Regions from separate parts of the Mus musculus genome. Here region 2 is linked to region 1. Evidence: chromatin contacts called from public HiChIP or PLAC-seq data. All regions are on one chromosome and are shown on one strand. The core of a region is the stretch at or near the end of the contact, and the rest is flanking DNA. Distances in the headings are between cores, read along the strand shown. Region 1 has its middle 19 kb from the start of Gm41507. Region 2 has its middle 79 kb from the start of Gm31641.

What was found. HiChIP or PLAC-seq counts read pairs in DNA pulled down with a chosen protein or histone mark.
Region 2: a contact with region 1 is called in an H3K27ac HiChIP or PLAC-seq map of T-cell acute lymphoblastic leukemia, with 9 times the contacts expected there. The contact joins two enhancer-like sites. A contact is called at or near these places in 4 of 484 Hi-C or Micro-C datasets (cerebral cortex, cortical neurons and embryonic stem cells), 3 of 115 datasets of contacts at active chromatin or transcription factors (T-cell acute lymphoblastic leukemia, astrocytes and embryonic basal ganglia) and 1 of 9 other capture datasets (embryonic stem cells).

What each region holds. Positions count from the first base shown.
Region 1 is chr16:94,742,508-94,745,259 of GRCm38.p6, reverse strand. It overlaps a transcript of Kcnj6 not described here. Among named protein-coding and RNA genes, the nearest start is that of Gm41507, 19 kb to the right of the region's middle. Within about 2 kb of position 1,334, at least 68 of the 459 cell types and tissues checked have an H3K27ac peak or open chromatin away from gene starts, as enhancers often do. A contact at or near this core is called in T-cell acute lymphoblastic leukemia, where this site is marked.
Region 2 is chr16:95,337,416-95,340,167 of GRCm38.p6, reverse strand. No RefSeq gene overlaps it. Among named protein-coding and RNA genes, the nearest start is that of Gm31641, 79 kb to the right of the region's middle. Within about 2 kb of position 1,382, at least 5 of the 459 cell types and tissues checked have an H3K27ac peak or open chromatin away from gene starts, as enhancers often do. A contact at or near this core is called in T-cell acute lymphoblastic leukemia, where this site is marked.

The DNA of each region.
Region 1 (2,752 bases), core at 85-2,584:
CAAGTGAAAGCCAGGCAGAGCTCCAGCCCTGGTTTGGCTCCCGACCCACCTTCCGATCCTTTTGTAACTCCCTGTACTCAATCCAAGTATGTCTGCGCACGGACAAGGCGAAAGCATGCCTGATGCGAAAGCACAAATTATGTATTGAGAAATCTCTACAATGCCAAATTTTTTTAGAATAAATAAATATATATATTTAAGAAATCGCTGTGTTAGGGAAACTGTTTACATATTGAGGCGTTCCTCTTTTTTTGACTGGAACAATAAAAGAATAATTTGATATGGTCTCGGTTTCTTTACATATATTCGCCCAAAGATGTCATCCTACTCTACGGGCAGGAGAGTGAATTCATCTCAAAGTGTGCTATGAGCTGCCATGGGGTCATTCAAAATGTGGGAGCTTGCACCCAGAATCCAAGGGCAGTTCCATAACTATACAGTCTCCCCCTCCACCCACCTACATTTTCCTCTCTGTTTTGTGATCTCTCTGCCTGCATCTCTTCAGCATCGTGCACTGCCCAAGGTTCCCTGCCTGATTCCCTCTCTCTTTCAAAGGTGGGTGATGAAATATTCCACAGACACTCACGCTTTTACAAATGCATTAAACTGTGAACAACTCACTCTGCCAGCCAGGAACTGTTACCTAGTGCAACCCCCACCCACCCACCCACCTTTGGCAGACAGCTGTTCATTCTACCAGTGTCTGACATTTTGACCAAACAGCACCTCCTGGCATGTGGCGGGCCTTGTGGGGAACATCTGTGAAATGAGTCTGCTGCTCACTCTGTGACCCAGGCATTTATCAGCATGTGGCCAAGGAAGGTAAGTGTTCCCACACTCACCACCCACATGGAGCTGCGCAAAAGGGATAGACATTACACCCAGAGGGACTCCAAAGAGCAGAGTCGAGGGACTCACAGGAAGCACTCCCTGTGGGCGATGCTGGGGTGAGTCTCCTCACTTCAGTCCTCTCCAGCCAGCACCAACAGCTCTCTGCAAGCTCACTGCCTAATGCACCAATCAGACTTGATGCTCCCTGACATAAACAAACGGCTTACGGGGCACGATTTATGTAAGCATCTGTTGTCAGATGTTTCTGTCGGTATTCCTGGGCTCTGTTGATTCTGGGCCTGTGCTGAAACAGAGGATGGTGGTGCAGGGAGTGATAGCGGCTTCTCAGCTCGCTGAACAGGAAGCAGAGAGAAGCTGGCTGTGGGGCGTTAGGAAACCAGCAGAGGATCAACCAACCTTTGAAATGCACCCTTGGGGACTGGCTTTCCCAGCCACGCTCCACCTCCCAAAGTCTCAGCCAACTCTCAAAACAGTACCACTAGGTGGGGACCAAGAGTCCAACTGGGAAGCCCTGCCACACACAACACATGATGATCTTTCCTCCCCATTATGGCTCTCCCTAAAAGCTGATTGGGTACATTCTCCTTCAACCGCAGCCCTGGTTTCTATTTTCTGTCAAAATGTTGAGCTAACCCTGTCTCCAGAAGAGACTCTGGAAGACCAGGCTCAAGAGAATCCCAAAGACATGAGAGACCTTGCTGAGGTAAACCGAGGACAAAGCAGGCTTGTTGGGTCCACTGGAAATGCATCTTAGGTCTTATTTCTTTCCCACTTAGCTAGTCTGAAAAAAACATCATTTTTCCACTTTGGGATCGGATGGCATCTCTCTCTCATGGGCTGTGGCTGTTATCATGGGACAAACACCACCACAACAAACAGACACTGCACCCGTTAGTGTGTTTGTGATAGGTGTGGGGCACCCTTTGTGCATACCCGGCCTAAGGCTAATCACCCAGCAACATCAGCAACATAGGTCTCACTTTCTCGCTAAGTGATTAGAGACTATTGAAGTAGCTAGTCAGTCCAGAATGGCATTGCAGATTACAGTGAGAATCACACAATTGTAACACTGAATTGAAAGTTAGACTGTTGGTTACATAGTAAACTTTTGGAGATGACCCAGTATATGCACACTTTGTATTTAAGAAGATATCAAAGCAAGCACAAACTCTCATTGCCAACATGGTGTGGGGCATTAGCCTTAAGCCAGGAAGAATCTGTAGAATATCAACCAAGGAGCCAAGGCCAGTACGGACACAATACTGGCTAATATTGGGTCTCGATGACCTTATTAACTGTCCTGTTCTGAGCTGGCCACCAGGTAGGTAGGTAGCTCAGGAACTCTGCATCAGTGGATGGAGATAAAGAGCAGGGGCCAGGCTTGAGCAGATCTGGAGACAACAGTAACTTTATAAGCAGGAATCCTTGACTGTCTGCTAGTTTCTACCTCAGCCCTAAACTCTTCCAGTCTACTCATGGGACTCCTCTGTAGCAGTACTCATGGGGGCAGTCACTGGCCACTGTCTTCTGGATTGTACTGTAGGTCAGTCCCCATCAGGAGTAGAATATCATGATAGGGCATGCAGCAGAGAGCTGGGACAGGCTGGAACTGTCCTCAAGTGCCAGGACCTGCATGTCCAAGGATTCTCCATTCATCACTAAACACAAAATTACATGTTTACAATTGATTGAATTGTGTTAAACACACACATTTGAAAAGCATTCAAATTATCTGTTCCTGATTGTCTCGCTATGTTTATAGTTTCCTGTATTTCTGGAGCTACTGATACCTGCCATGTTTGCGGGGTAGCATGTCCCGTCCCAGCTCCGTATTCACAGACAGCAAGTTGGGAGTTTGAAACCAGTCTTCCCGGGGAAAATTTACACCATAGAAATTGAC
Region 2 (2,752 bases), core at 133-2,632, 590 kb before region 1:
CCCTGAAGGAAGTAGCTTTAAGATCTTATAAAAGACAGACTCGGGTGTGGGCCCAGGGTGAGCCTGAGGTCTTTCTTGTCTGGCAAAAGCTCCTGAATGCTTCTGAGCCAGCAGTCCAGGCGACAAGGCATGTGGCGCTATCAGAGGATGCAGTGTAGTGTGGAGGGGCTAAGGGGCTTCTGACTGTTGTTAATGAAGCCTGGCTCTAGAGGGTAACCAGAGGCTCCATGACAGCTACTTTCAACCAACTTCTCTGAAACCAGCAGCTTTGAGCATGGCTGTTGGGAATGCTTTGAGATCAACAGGCTCTCGTCAAATCAGAGTGGGGATGGGAGGGCCAGAAATGTAGGAGGACAGGGCGAACAGCTGTCACTCTCTTAGGAATCTTCTCACTGGATATTGGGTATGTCAGTTAACTACCCATTACTGTCATAAAATACCTTAAGCTGATAACCTTACAAAGAAAAGAAATTCACTGGGAAGTTGCAAGTCTAAATAGCCTGGTCCCAGCTCAGGTGAGTGTTCTCTCAACTGTATTCCAACATGGAGAACAGGTTCTTTGCAGAGGCATCTGTAAAAGAACGTGGCGAGGTGAGGAAACCAGAGACACACCAAGGAAGGCCAGGCTTGGTCTTCTAAAATACCCTGCTCCTTACAGGAAAACTGCACCAACCCCCTCTCAAGAGCAGAACCCTCTTGAGATTACATCCCTGACATTTGGTCCATGAGAGGATACACTTAAACCCCAGCAATGGAGGAAGGAGGGTGACTGGCTTGTGCTGTCTCAGAGAGGACTTCACCCAGGCCCTAGGTCCTCTTAACCAAGAGAACCAGTTGACACTGCACATGTGACCCTAGGGTTGTTTCTACTGTGCTGGGCAATCTCAGGGGCAGCCCTGGGTGCATCTGGTTTACTGGGTATGAATGCCCCTGCCGCCTCCATGAGTAGCTCCCTCTAAGTCAGGCTTGAGGCTTTTCCTTCAGTCTGGCTCACTTGGCCATAGGTGCTGCTGGGTGGAGCTCTGAGTTTACCCTGCCCCTCCTTTACATTAGCTGGCCCACAGCTCCAGGTATGGGTCAGTACTGAGCCCCGAGATGAGACCTGGGTCCTCCTCGTGGCCACTTGCCTCCCTGTCACTGAGCAGTGTTACTCGGACGGTACCTTCTTTTAGATCATCTATTTATTCATTGATTATTTGCCAGTATATATCACAATTTGAGCATGTTCCTCAGGCCCCCTCCAACCCACCGCACACCCCCCCATCATTCCAGAAAGAACTTAGTGTCAGGACTGGTCTCTGCTCAGCCCTTACTCGGGCCTCTTCTCACAGATGTTGACAGTCACTCTACAGGGACTCTGTGCTTCCTGGTGCCAAGGCCTCACTTGAGAACAGAGTCTGCATCAAAGAGGTGCCTCATGCTGTTCTCATATCCTTCCTGCCTCCACCCTAGGAATCAGGGTGGGCTCTTGGCTCTTCCTAGGAGCCTCTGCCACCCTCACAAGGTATAGGAAGCACTCTCTTGACCCATGTGGGCTTTGAGTGTCTCAGAGACCATCCTGACATCTCTGGTGCTGGGGCCTGAACTTTTCTCAGACCCCCCAACGTGCTTTTTTTCCCTCTGTCTGTTCGTGTTCTTATCCCTCTGTCTGTCTGTCTATGATGTTAACTCTTCCAGTAACTCTTGTATTCTGAAGTCTCATGTCCTCTTGAACTACCTGAGCCCCATAAAACATAGCACTCTCTTTTATTTCCAGCTTCTTCACTGGTTAGTTTAATTCATGTTCCCTACACTTACCCTTACACACACACACACACACACACACACACACACACACACACACGTAAAACACACATATGCACACACATATATATCACATATATAACACACATATCACACACATATAACAATATATATAACATATATATAACACATACAAACTACACACACATATATAAAACACACCACACACACACACACACACACACACACACACACTCACGAGGTTTTATGTTTTTTTAAGGTCTAAGGACCACTAGTGAGATAAAATAAATTAGTCTTCCTGAGAATGATCTAATTCACTTAATGTAATGATCTCAAGTTTCATGCATTTTTTCCTGTAAATAGCGTAACTTTATTCTCCTTCAGTGAGTGAGTCATGTTTCTCTTACCCAGCCCTCGGCTGATGGACACCTAAGCTGGTTCCAGAGCTCAGCTATTGTGCTGTGGAGAACTCTTTAATTTGTCTTGGACTTTGGCTCAAGTATGTCTCTTGTTCCATCTGTCAGTCATCTTTTTAATGCCATATCAAGACCGAACTCTCCTGCTTATTCTGACCCTTTCTGACCCTTTCTTTGGCTCTCAGAAAAGGCTACCAAGAAAACCCAAACACCTATTATCTGAAGAGCTTGTGTGGCCTGCGCTACTCTGATGCCAAGTCACCCGCATCTCCCAGGAAGAGGTCCTGTGGCTGCTCTCATGTGGCTCCAGCCCCCTCATCCTGGCGAATCACCCATCTAGAGCTCCTTCACCCTCTATTTCTTTTCTGGAGTTTATACCTTCATCCAGAACCAACATCAGCATCCCTGGCACAATCTCTTGAAAAAGTCCCCCTCTGACTTTCCAAGGCCTCATGAGCATCCTCTCATGATGACAGAGAGCCTGAGCATTCTTCCCAGGCAAGGCAGGGTCCACTCATGCCAGGACCTTCAGAGTCCATCCCAGTGCCCGGTGCTGTGCAGGTGAATGGCTG